Regions from separate parts of the Zea mays genome. Here all the other regions are linked to region 2. The links are chromatin contacts, called in public Hi-C maps. All regions are on one chromosome and are shown on one strand. Each heading gives the region's core, a stretch centred on a gene start, on an enhancer-like site or on the middle of the called end of the contact. The rest is flanking DNA. Distances are from core to core; before and after follow the strand shown.

Region 1 (4,562 bases), core at 1,144-3,643, 180 kb before region 2:
CATTAGGAGTAGTTCTAGTTTAGCCATAGTTTAGCCTCCCTCTACCTCAAATCTTCATCTCTCTACGGCTCTACGTCGACTAGATGCGTCTTAGATGGTCTGCCGACGCAAAGACACACCATAAGATTTCTCCTCCACGACGGGGTCCCTCTCGAGAGGCGAGATCTAGGTCTGCTGCGAAGAAGAAGACCCTCTGCGCCATCGCGGATCGTCCAGACGTACGCAGAGGAGGAGATGCTCCTACGCCAGGTCACGGACCGTACGACCTTGTGCCGCGGACCGTCCTCGCTTCCACAGATAGCACCCAGGCGGTCCGTTCCAGTGTGCGTCCGGATCGGTGCCAACAGTGCTATCAAGGGGTTAAGCTTTTACCATGTCAAGGGAGGGTCAGTCGACCTATGTATCAGCCATAGATCAGGACTAAAACTAATTAGAATCGGTCATAGATCAGGACTAAAAACTAATTAGAATGACCCTCTGCTTACATATCTTAGAGTTGGTTTGGTGGCAAACGAATTTAAATTTGGAAAAAAAAAAACAGGCGCCAGCTAAATAGCAGTCCCCTTATTCGAAACTATAAACACGATACAATTGAGGCCCAAATTGGCCCATTTCCTTTACCCGCGTAGGCGTGTACGATATACATCTCCAGCTCTCATCTCGCCGCTTGTGAATTATGAATTGCGATCAATCGTTGCGCGCGTGCGCAGCTGGGTAATCGAACGGCAGCCCCCGCACGCTGTCGTTGAGCGGGGCGGCGTGGCGGAACCCGTACGCGCGGAGCACCTGGTCGTCCGCGAACCCCAGCGCGTGGCGCATCCCGTCGTCGCAGCTCTCCCTCGAGTACATCGGGTTCCGACCGCCGCTGCAGGGCTGGCAGCCGACGAAGTGCGTGATGAGCGGCCGCCGCCACCCCACCTCCCCGCCACCGGCCGGCCCCGGTACGACGCCCCTCAAGGCCGCGTTTCGCGCCCCCGCGTAGCGCAGGTGCTCCTGCTCCGCGTGCCGCCGCCGGAGCCCCGGCGAGCGCCGCTCGACGGCCTCGTACCGCGCGGCGACGCCATCGAGGCGGTCCACGACCTCCTTCCAGTAGCCCTGGAAGAAGTACTCCGTCTCGACGAAGGTCTTCTTCCCCGGCCTCTCCCAGTTGTTGAGGAGCAGGTACACGAGCGCGGACTGGTCGCACGCCACGTCGGAGTCCTTGTCGCTGAGCGTGGCTCTGAGCACCTCCCCCCACCGGGCGTGGTCCTCCGGGTACGCGGGGCCCATGCGCGCCCACTCGTCCATGAAGTCGAGCGACCACTGGCAGTTGCGGATGAGGAACACGCCGGCGTTCAGCCCCAGCCACGACTTCCTCACGAAGAACTTGTCGGGCCAGCCATACACGACGAAGTTGCGGCCGCCGTACTTGGCGAGGGGCAGGGAGAAGTCCATGTCGGTGAAGACGGCGTCGGAGTCCACCCACCAGACCCACTCCGCGTCCGGGTGGGCGAGCATGGCGGCGCGGACGATGGGGATCTTGGCCCAGTAGCCTCCCATGGCCGGGTGCAGGAACTCCCTGTTGTAGAGCAGCTCGATCCCGTGCAGGCGGCAGTAGTCGAGCTTGTTCTTGAGGAACCGCAGCATGAGGTGGTCGCCCGCGCCGCCGGGGCACGGCTCCGGCTGCGACCCGGACACCATCACCACGCGCTCCGGCGCGCTCCGGCGGCCGAGCCCGCGCGAGCGCAGCCACTCCGCGCGTTTGGCGTCCCAGCCGGTGAGGCGCCGGCCCGCCGCCACGGCGTACGACACCTCCGGGTCGTCGTAGAACGTGCGCGGCCCGTCCTCAGGGCCGGGAACGGGGACGGGGACGCGCAAGGCGACCAGGCCGCCGCGCCCGCCGGGGTCGAGGACCGACGCCGTGCCCACAAGCGCGAGCAGGGTCGCCGCGACGCCGGCCGCGAACACGACAACGTCGCGCGCGCGGCGGCGCGTCGCTGGCCCCCGCGTCCCTGCGCCGCCGTGGTGCTTGCTCCCCACCGAAGCGGAGACGCGGAGCGGAGCGGCCTCCGACGTGGCGACCATTCCGTGTTACCGTTCGCGCGACGTGGGGCTAGCTCGCCTCGATCGGCTCGTCGCCGGTGGTGCGGTGATGCATGGAGTAGGCCGCGCTTGGTGTGCGGACTGCGGACGTGTTTGTAGTCTCGTACGAGGAAATTAAAGAGCAAGACGCCAAGAGTGCTGCTCCTGGGCTGGGACTGGGAGCCTGAGAGCGATCACGCGAACGCGAGGCCGAGCACGACGGAGTCCAGGGTCCAGGCATCCGCAGGCTGTTTTTTAAAGAAAGAAGAAGAAAAAAAGCGTCGGCAGGCTATAGTCATTATTTTCTCTCTTTTCCTTTCGGGGCTCGTGCAAGCGTATAGAGCACAGTATATGGCGATCCAGACTCGAGAGTCGAGACATCTCATCACTAGCGACAAAATGCTTGTAAGTAGTATCCTACTATCCTTTACTATTTAACACGAAGTCCAGCAATAAATTCTCGAGGTTGGTCAAATCAAGCGAGATCCGAGGTAGGGGGCCACGGTACTTTGTATTTAGAGCTTGCAAATGCACACATCAAAGTTGCAAAAATTTTTAGTTTGCTTAAAAATTTCAACTTATATAGACTACTAGCCAGTTATCCGTAATTTTGCTACCGAACTTAAATATATCATATAAATAGTTATTGATATATTTATTTAAATATAATTATTGTTTATTTTTAAACACTAAAGTATGTGTAGTTTGGTGGTTAGTCCCAAATTTTTAAAGTAGGGGGCGTGCGTTCAAATGCTCGCTTTGCACTATTTTTTATATAATTATTGTTTATTTCTAAATACGGACAGTAGCTGAGATCATGTTGAGCGTGGGGCCAACAGGGTACGACGCCGAGGCGGGGGTGCATGGGGCGGGCCCAGTATGTCAGCGCGGGATGAAGCTATAATAGCACCAGATGGCCACCAGGCGCTGGTGTCTATAGGGCAGTAGCTGAGAGCGTGCTGAGCGTGGGACCAACATGACACGACACCGAGACGGAGGGCGCGTGTATCAGCACGGAGATGAAGCCATAATAGCACGAGATGTCCACACCATTCTTAATATTAGTAGGGATAAGGCAAGCACATCTCTCTGGTTTGTTCTATCTTTACCAACAACTATAGGCAGACATATGGGCCTCACGGCTTCACCTATGTACGGTACCTTCTAGTCAACCCGTAATAAAGAAGGGAGACTATTAATGGTAACTTTTATAGTGATATTTGGTTATTTGTGAATAATATTGGCATCTCCCTAATTTCTTTGACGAGTTAATGTCTCTCTTTTTTATTAAACAAATAGAGTAGTTTGAGGCGGTGAATATGAAGTGAAACGGTGAAAGATAGACTAATTATGGTGAATACGTCTCATTAGCTAAAAATATCATGATGGAAAATAAAAATGAAAAAAAAACTTCTGAAACGATTACAATCAATCTTAAGGTGCCATTAGACAGCACTGCCATGACCACTAGAAACAAGAAATCAAAACCGACCTAGCAAGTTTTGCATTGAGCACAGGATGCGAAAGGATACCTAGCTTATGGTTCTGTCCAATAACTTATGATATGTATGGATATGGACTAATGTAACGTTGAACCTATATGTATGTGAACATTAATATATGCAACTATGAACCATTTGTATTGGCTATATGCATAGAGATTCTTTGGACCGAATGAAGTGTTTGAACCAATTTATATTGAGACTTTATTATTGTTTATTTATATATTGTGGACAAACTTTAATGCAAACCTACAAATATCTTTTTTGGGGGGAAAATTTAACCACAACTGTAAAATGTGGAAGTATTGTAATACTTAAATAATGCATATTAGTAAAACAAAATTATTTGTAAAATTTAACCACATAAATATAATGTGGATGAATTTTAATGTTCAAATAATAAATAGAAATAGAAAATGTTGTAGAAGGAACAAGTATGTTTTTCTAACATCACACATGAAACAGTGTCATAGAGAGAATCTGTCTATTTTCTAGATAGGGGTACAATGTGTTCTGGTTATTCGCATGAAACTAATGGTGTTAGCCTCCAAAAATGACGATAGTGTCATGTATAAACAAATTCGGACACAATATCTATCGGTGTTTGGATCCGTGGATCTAACCAACCAATGAAACAGTGTCGTGTGCCCTAGACCCAGATGGTGATGCGAGTTGACACAACCGCTTTATCCTGGCTCAGGCTATGAAAGACCCTAATTCCAGCAGAGGCGGGATGAGGCTTATATTAATTGCACCAAAGTGCTCGTGGTAGGGGTTACAGGCACAACGGGAGAGGGGAAGACCCCAAGTCCCTGTAAGTAATTGAAGCAAGTGCCAATACCGAGTGATGGAGAAAACTACCAAGTGTTCACCTATCATGCGTCTCTCTCCTCCTGAAGCTGTGAACGGTCCTATTTATTGTAGCATCCCAAAAATTCAAATCTTGGAATTTTCTTAAACTCGCTCTAAATTCAAAATGAATTTCAAATTTCATTTCAA
Region 2 (4,448 bases), core at 653-3,152:
TCCCCCTTAGGGCCCATGGCTGCTGCTACCGCAGCCCCTCTGTGGGCCTCCTTAGGTCCTGACATTAGCACGTACTATATGCTAGTTTAAGTAGAAATACTAGATTATTGTGAGAAAACACAGATATGTACATAATACATACAAAAAGCACAATGATTCTTGCAAAACTTACAAACTAAAACAGGAACTGCTAGTGCAATCTTTCCAACATCCTCATCTGCTTGCATTATCTTTTTGATTCGAGCCTATTATAATACAGAACATAGTTAGGGACAACTTCATGACATTATAACTTATATATTTCAAAAAACATCTAGAAAAGATATACCAACATAAGTACAACCCGAAACTTTGGTAATCAATACAGACATCAAAGAAACTGTTTCATGAAAAACAGAGCAAATGCCACAACCCAGAAATTATCTTTTCAGCTAAATACAACAAAATATGCATCTGCACTGCAAATCATACAGGTGTGTTTAGCTTGGAACTTCAACTAGCGGCGGTTCCATGACAAGGGAACAACAATAAGAGGTTTTGAAGATTCAAAACCAACCTGAAGGCATAAAACAAATACTGTGATCCGCAAACAGCCCTGCTTGAGCGCTACACCAGGGGTTATAATCTCAAGGAATAAATGCTGGCATGTTCAGGAGACCTCAGAACAATCAAACAGACAAACATGGCGGCATAATTGCTTCCTCCTTCCGGGAAAAAATGTAATATGTAACTAAAGGTTGCACACCAGTTAAAGTAATTCACGTTTGACCAAATTTCTTATGAATAGTATTCACATTTATGGCTTCATATCAATTTGTTATGAAAATACATTTCGTAATTATCAATGATACTTATTTGCTATCATAAATATTGATATTTTTTAATATATAATTAGTCAAACTTAATATACTAAAACACGAGACTGCTAGAATTGCATTCTTTCCTGGACGGAGGGAGTAATTCAGAACATCTTTCGCATCTTGGAACTCCAACCAAGGGAAGGCACCTGAGCCTAAATCCTACATCAGACCTGGCCGTTCCCAAGAATAGTTCCCTCACCAAAGACATATTGACCAACACAACAGTGGAAGTTAATGTAGTTTCAAACTCTACCAGACCATAATAAAACCCGATGATAAAGGCTGCACACGAATTCCACTGCATGAGCACTCATGCACCAGATCACATGTTGAGTATCCCCAGAAATACATGGAACCTGCGATATATGCTGAATTGCTGACATGATCTGGAGACCTTGCAACCAAACCACAGGCACGACAGCAGGATGGAGCGCATCTCTTGCATCTACACGCCAAGCCAAGCGCGATTGAGGATAACCAGCGGCGCGTAGAGGTCACATCAGTCTGTCAACGATCACACGGACTAAAACACAAGGTCCCAAAACACAAACCAAACGTCAACAGCACTAACCTAGTCAGCTGCGAGCGCCCACAAATCTCTCCATCCGTTGAACACAACACGAGCGCAGAAACCGGATCAGAAATTCTCGACGTCCTCTGTTGAGCACAGAGAATCCGGCAGACCCCAAAAATGTGAACGGAAAAAAAAACGAAATTACTTCCGCACGCGCGCGCGCGCGGGCGAGCACAGGAGCCGATCTGAGTCCGAGCCCGCCGTCACCCCGTGGAAGCCAGCCAAATCCCCGCCCACGTAACGAAACAGCGAAGCCGCGATTTAACGACGGCCGGCGTCCACCGGATCCCGCCCGCAAGAGCGAAGATCTGCACCGCGCGCGGCGACCCAGATCAGATCGCGCGCGCGAGCGCGGCGGATCAGAACGAGAGAGGATACGAGCATGGCGGGTGACGGGAGCTGGAGGGGCGAAACATACCGCGGGGAACCGGGTGCCGAGCTTCTTCCTCATCTTCGCCTCCGCCTCCTCGCCGGACGCTGTCGTAGTCTACTCTACTTTTTCTGCTCTTTTTTTTCTTTTTTTCTTTTTTTTTTGATGGCGAAGGCTTGGGTTTCTTTTCTCGTTTGGCGTTCTCGCTCTTCTTCCACGTTCCACAAGCAAATTGAACGCACGAAGCCACGGAGGAGTAGAGGCGCGCAGCGCACCATCGCGACGCGACGGCATCGTCCGTCCCGAGGCGCCCGTGTTCTCACCGCGTCACATCAAGCAGTGGCGGTAAAGTGGGCCGGGCTCTACATGGGTTTTCTCGGCCCGAAATAGCTGTGTTAAGGCCGAAAGGAAACGGACTGGACTGTTTACGTAAGGCTGTTAGGCCATCTCCATATTTAATCATATATCTCATTTTTATTTTAAACTTCACTCTACAGATAATATCAAACAATATCATTTATAGTTATTTTACACAGCCCACAAGAGGCAGTCGCGCGAACGCGGATGTGGAAAAGCCATCGCCATGGGCCTGTTTGGTTCAGCTTTTTTCTGACCAGCTTTTCTGAAAATCTGGCTGTGGGGAGAATCTGGCTGTGAGAAGAATCTGAGTATCATTACGATTACGTGTGGAGTAAGATAAAGTTATTCATAGGGCTTAGAATCTAGAAAGTGACGGATTCCTACTATTACAATGACTCAACCGATTATATGTTTATGTTGATTTTGGATGGTTTTTGCCTCAACGAATTTTATAGAAGCTGAGCGTTTGGCAGTCCGCAACAGCTTTTGGTGGGCAGAAGCCGCAGAAGCCGAAACAAATAGAGCCTAAAACCGGCTCAGCTCCAGCAGATCGCGAAAAAAGGAGAGGAAGATAGGGGTAACGACGCGGGTAGGGGTTATCCTTTTTCGCATCCATTTACGTGATTTATTGTACAGGATCTCCCTATCTTACGTATGGGGGAGCTAATAGAGGACCTAGTGGTAACGCTCTAAAAAGCCCTTAAGAAAACAATTAAAATCGTCAACAAGGCAATATATCTTGTGTTCAAAGGGATATTGTGCTCACATGCACATTTTAAATTTAGAACATTCATTTTACATCTAGCAGCACTACCAATTTTATATAAAAACTCCTTCCACCTACCTCCCCTAGTGGGAAGGGTTTTTCATAAAATTATCTTTTACCATTGGATATGAGATAGATGTACTAGATTTAAAATGTGCACATGATTATAGTGCCCCTTTAAACATCGAATATGTTCCTTGTTAAAAAACCCTATGAAGGGTTACGTCCGTCAAATGTGCCTCTAAGAGATTGAGATTCTAGTTCTCTATATAATTGTCACACCCAGTTTTAGAAAGTAAACCGAATGCAAACCATGTATGTGCCAGGATTAGAACTCACGTACACAATGATTACATAAATAACTCGTCACAATGCTTCAAATATTAATAAAGAGTAAGTAATAATATTACAAACTAGAGTCATTTACATAATATAGATTAAAGTGCACATAATAGAAACGTAGCCAACGTAAATAAACCCACCACAGACAGCTGACTGGGGTAAATGGGTACAGGTGGGTACTACCTATACCCGTGGGTAAAATATACCCGCATCATAACACTATTACCATCTAGTAAAGGTGTAAAGCTCATCTTAGCTAAAGAAAATCCTTATCTGGCTATCGTTTGTTTAACTATCAAGTTATGTAACATATGATTTGTTAAATTTGAAGTTGAACTTATTTTTGTATGTTTGTTTGACATTTTAAGTGATTGGTATATTAGAATTTGAGACTTTTTTGCGAGTAATGGTTACCCGAATTGTAAAATTACTCGTGTGGGTACAACTATGGGTAAGACTCTGTACCAACAAGCAGATATGTGTAACCCAATGTGTAGTTTTTTTTACAGGTACGAAATGATATTACCGAGGGTATATACCCGTTGCGATCCCTAATAATTATACATATAATGAGAATGTGAGGACACATACTCAGAGTTCTTTCTAAAATAAGACGACCTTTTTTCAATGGCTTCTTTTATCACGTCTTCACTAATATCACTGCTGGAAGTTTGATCCCTTCCTCCTTCAGGATCCTTTTTGTTATAAATGAATGCGACACAAATAGGATCAATCAGGATCCTTTTTGTTATAAATGAATGCGACACAAATAAGATCAATCACAGAGAAGACACAGATTTAACGTGGAAAACCCCTCTAAAGTGAAGGGGGAAAAAACCACGGGCGCCGGCCGACAACTTCTCACTATTTTCGGGTGGTTACAGATCGCAGGAGATTTACAATTGAGATAGATATCTCCTGCGGCTTACAAAGATATTTATAGAGGTGAAACCCTAAAACGATCCGTACCGCGGGGGGCCCCGCCCCCCGCAACCCCGACGACGAGCCTCCGCTTCGCTCGCCAACTTGACCGCCTTCTTCAGAATTTGGATCACAAACTCCACCTTGAGACAAATTCCTTGTAGCATCATAATAGCAACCTCCACCTTAAACAAATGCATCATCATCTTGCCGACGCCAACAACCACTAAGGGCTAATTTATAATACCAACTAAG
Region 3 (4,530 bases), core at 2-2,501, 210 kb after region 2:
ACGACAATAGCCTCTATATTTCTTCATTGTACTTGCCTCAATACCTAACTCGAACTCTTTGTCTATGGCATATTGTCTCATTGCCAGCCTAAATTCAGTCATAGATGCATACAAGCTTCCAACCTCCATCACTGGATCATTAGAGTCATAGACAAATCTGGTCTCCTGCTGCAAAAAATCAACACAAGGCAAAGCTGCGGAACCATCGCCACCAAGTTGATCTATATTATTTCCATCAACTCTACGATTGCAAGCATCCTCTCTCTCTTTATTTTCTCGTTCATTCTCGGCAGCTAATCCAAGTTTGTGGTACATAACACTCTCATTGGGTACATGCTGGGGTCCCTCTTCTTGCCATCGCAAATCCGGTAAAATTCCCTCAAAATCATTTCCTCGAGTTGACGAATCCGCTACCGAATGACCCTGCTCTACATCATTAATGGGAGGGGGTGCACTGATATCCTCAGGCGAGGCTGGTGCCTCAATCAACAAGTGTTCAACCTCTTCAATGGTGACAAACCAATTTGCATCTGTCGCATTGTGCTCAACGTCTCCATTGCTGTCAGGAGTCTCCATTGCAGTACCTGGCTGAGAGTGATAGATTAAACGTGCTGTCTACATATTTTCTATTTTGTTATTAGATTGGCACAATGAAATAGCCGACAACCACGTACCTAAGGCGCACCGCCGAGCACCAGGGAGAGGCGCGCCGTCCGAGGAGGAGCGCTCTCCAAGGAGCTCCTGGAGGGAGAGAGCCGGGCAGAGAAGACCATCGGGGAGGGAGCTCGTCGGGAGGAGCCACGAGGAGCACCGCAGACGAGCTCGACGAGCGCCGGGAGGGAGAGGATAGAGAGAGGGAGAGGAAGGCGCGGCACGGCACCGACCGTCGGGGAGGAGTCGGGGAGAGCACCAGGAGCGCCGGGCAGAGAGATCAGACGAGCGCCGGGGAAGACGACGCGAGCAGACAGGCGTGGCGCAGAAAGGAGCTCGCAATCCGTTCTAAGAAACGGAATGGCGTAACAACAAGTTGACCTCCGGCTAAATCGGACTCAATACCAGAAATCTGAAGTTCAACGGATTATAATACTAAAAGTCTAAAATTACAATTGCTCTGTTCGGGATACCGATTTTCACAAGCTCAGTGTTGGTGATATCACGGTTCCAAAAAAAAAAAGCTCGACCTGCCCAGCGCACTGCTTTTTACAGGTCACCACCGGCACGCTCCTCCTCTTTCCTGTAGGCTGCAGCAACCCGCTCCCCCGCTCACACCGAAATTTGAAATCCTCCTCCCAGTCTCGTCCTTCGAACGAAGCAACAGCCGCCGCGCCATGGAGAAGATCTCCGTCGCCGTCCGCTTCCGCCCTCCCAACCTGGTGGCCGCTAACACCTCCCCAGCCAGTTCCGGCGGAGGCGGCGACCGCGAGTGGCGTATCGATGACACCCGCGTTTCCCTCCTCCACCGCGCCGCCGGCCCCATCACCGGTGCCTCCTTCGCCTTCGGTACGGATCACGCTCCTCTTACGACGTCCCTCTCCTTCACTGTCGCTCTCAACCCCTAAACCCGTCCGCTCGTGCCTCCTTCCTTGGGCTGCTTGGTTGGTTGGCTCCGCAGACCACGTCTTCGACGGTGCGGCGAACAACGAGCGGATCTATGGCACGGTCGTCCGGGAACTCATTGGCGCCGTCGTCGGCGGATTCAACGGCACCGCCTTCGCCTACGGCCAGACCAGCAGCGGGAAGACATTCACCATGAACGGCTCCGACGCCGACCCGGGCATCATTCCCCGCGCGGTCCGCGACGTCTTCGACACCGTGCGCCAGGTGTGTTGATTGCTCGATTATCTGCTCCCCGAACAAGACATTGTTAGATTGGTTGCTGCGATTGTTTCTGCTGCGCGTGAGTGATTTGTTGGATTTGGGTCTGCCTGGGTCAGGCTGACGACCGCGAGTTCCTCATCCGGGTGTCCTACATGGAGATCTACAACGAGGAAATCAACGACCTCTTGACACTTGAAGGCCAGAAGCTGAAGATTCATGAGAGCTTAGATGTAAGTACTCCTTTGGATATTTTTCTCTAATTTATCAACATGTTTTTGTAACAGTGAAAATTAATTGTTGCCTATAGCGTGGAGTGTACGTGTCTGGTTTGCGGGAGGAGATCGTGAACAGCGCAGAGCAAGTGTTTGAGCTCCTCCAGCTTGGAGAAGGCACATTTCTGTCCCTACATTTTATTTTTCACCAACTGCGAAACTTGTTTCACCGTTTGTCACTATTTCTTTGTTGTTTTCAGCGAACAGGCATTTTGGAGAGACCAACATGAACATGCGGAGCAGTCGGTCACACACTATTTTCAGAATGGTATAGAATTCTGAATTCTGCAGCAATTCTGTAATTGCAGCTGTTCTAAGTTCATTTCTGTAGTTGAATGGAAGCGATAACTAAATCAAGAATGTTCTGTTTATATCGGTGTCAGGTAATTGAGAGCAGTGGTAAGGACCAGACAGACGGTGGAGATGCTATCCGCGTATCTGTTTTGGTATGTACACTTTACTGTATACTCAGGTATCATGTATGTAGTAAAAGTAAATGTGTAGAAAATATTGTGATTTACCGTTTTGTTTTACATGTAGAATTTGGTGGATCTTGCTGGGTCAGAAAGAATCATCAAGACGGGGGCAGAAGGGGTACGTTTGAATGAGGGGAAGTATATTAACAAGAGCTTAATGATTCTTGGGAATGTCATCAATAAGTTGAGCGAGAACGGAAAACAAAGGTACTGTCTATAGAGTATTACATAAGTTTCTTCCTCTCGTGTTTACCAAATCTATAACTTCCTTAGGTGAACTGTGCTAAATTTGATGGAAAATCAATCTAGAGACGTACATGTTATTGTAGTTATGATTGGGTCGTCATAGGCAAGGATCATCATTGATTGTTCTGTTTTCTAAAACAAACTCTAGGTAATTTTTTATTATATTTTTTGTAACTTCTCATCCTCCATGATTAATCCATTAATTCCATACCATATTCTTACGTACAGTATATTTTTACATATTATTTTTAATTAATTCTATTACTGCCTTAGTGCCTCAAAATGATCAATACCGAATCTACCTTCTGTCAACAGCTCAAGTTTTAGGATGATTTTGTTAGTATATTAAACTCAAATCCATTATCCAAAGTACAAGTGGGATCTCTCAGAAGGGCAGGATTGATGCAGTGGTGAGAGATGTCTCACGAAGTCACCAGGTCGCAGATTCAAAACAACCTCTCTTTATTTGCGAGAAAGGCTTGCCTTAATTTATCCCTTCCCAGACTCTATTCATGTTGAAGCCTTCCACACTGGGTCGACCCTTTTTTAGAAGGACATGTTTGGTATAGTGTTGCTACCTGTCTCACAAAGTCACCAAATCACGGGTTCAAAGTAGCCTCTCTGTATTTGCGGAAGGAAGGCTTGCCTCGATTTATCCCTTCCCTAACCTCATTCATGTGGGAGCCTCCGGTACTATATCTGCTCTCTTTTTTACAAGTAGGAGCCTTCTTTGTCATTTTTGGTGATTTTTGAACCATCATGTTAGACTACCCGTCTAGGGTTTGGGGTGTTCCCCTTTGTAATTACCGTATCACCCTCTGTAATGGGCCTGGCCCAACTACTAAGTCTATTAATACTACTGCCAACCCTGGTTAGGGGTAGGGTTCTCATTCCAACATGGTATCGGAGCCTAGGTTTAGTGTTTTTTTTTCAGCAGCTGCAGCCGCCGGGAGCTCCCTCCTCCCCTGCAGCCGCCACCCCTACAGCCGCTTCTCCCGCCGTCGGCCCCCAGCCGCCGGCCCCTCTGGCCTCCCATCCACTGGCGGCGGCGGCCAGGCTCGCGGCCTTCCCTGGCGGCGCGGGAAACCGGCCCTGACGCGCCCTGCTCCTGCCGCCTGGATCCAAAGCCGCGGACCCGCGACTCCAGGCCGCGCGCTCCTGCCCGACCACGCCGTGCGCGCGACCCCGTCAGGTGCCGCCTAACGCCAGCAGCGCCGTGCCCAGCCGCTGATCTCCCTCCCAGCCGCGGCCCCCTGCTCAAGCGTCGGTGCACTCATCTGCCCGCGCCAGGGACCCGCGCCTGGTGCCTGCTCCTCCGGCCGTGCAGCCGCGTCCAGGCGCACCGCCCGCCGTGCTGGCCGCCCAGCGCCCCTGCCTTGAAGCGCCAATCCTTTCCCGCGCCCAGGAGACCGTGCAGCAGAGCTCAGCAACCCCCTCCCCCCGCGCGCGCGAGCTCCGACGCCGTCGCGCCCCCTGCCTCCGCCCGGCGCCCGCGCCGTCCAGGAGCACCAGCCCGGAGGACCCGTGCCCCTGCTGTTCCGCGCCAAGCAGTACCCCTGCTGTCTCGTGCCGTGGACGCCCGACGTCGGGCACCCAGCCGCCCCTGCTGTTCCGCGCCCGGCTGTCCAGTCCGCGCCTCCCTGCGCCGGCCTGCACCGGTCGCCATGAGCTTTACCCCGCCCGCCGCGCTCGCAACTGTGCGTGTCCTCCTCCACGAC

The links. A called contact is a pair of places that touch in the nucleus more often than the background predicts.
Region 1: a contact with region 2 is called in a Hi-C map of tassel, with 2.9 times the contacts expected there. The contact joins the promoter of LOC103654389 here to the promoter of LOC541965 in region 2. A contact is called at or near these places in 2 of 25 Hi-C or Micro-C datasets (leaf and tassel).
Region 3: a contact with region 2 is called in a Hi-C map of endosperm, with 2.1 times the contacts expected there. The contact joins the promoter of LOC100278551 here to the promoter of LOC541965 in region 2. A contact is called at or near these places in 5 of 25 Hi-C or Micro-C datasets (ear, endosperm, leaf and 2 more).

What each region holds. Positions count from the first base shown.
Region 1 is chr4:197,159,035-197,163,596 of Zm-B73-REFERENCE-NAM-5.0, reverse strand. LOC103654389 (probable glycosyltransferase 6) reads right to left here and starts at 2,393. Exons shown (of 1, transcript XM_008681232.4): 1 at 446-2,393. The coding sequence starts at 2,064. The coding sequence ends at 688.
Region 2 is chr4:196,979,228-196,983,675 of Zm-B73-REFERENCE-NAM-5.0, reverse strand. LOC541965 (CCAAT-HAP5-transcription factor 59) reads right to left here and starts at 1,902. Exons shown (of 6, transcript NM_001111619.1): 1 at 1,853-1,902; 2 at 173-245. The coding sequence starts at 1,885.
Region 3 is chr4:196,765,076-196,769,605 of Zm-B73-REFERENCE-NAM-5.0, reverse strand. It overlaps LOC100278551 (Kinesin-like protein KIN-7N), which reads left to right and starts at 1,251. Exons shown (of 14, transcript NM_001291655.1): 1 at 1,251-1,500; 2 at 1,613-1,821; 3 at 1,935-2,048; 4 at 2,126-2,207; 5 at 2,291-2,358; 6 at 2,474-2,536; 7 at 2,631-2,773. The coding sequence starts at 1,329.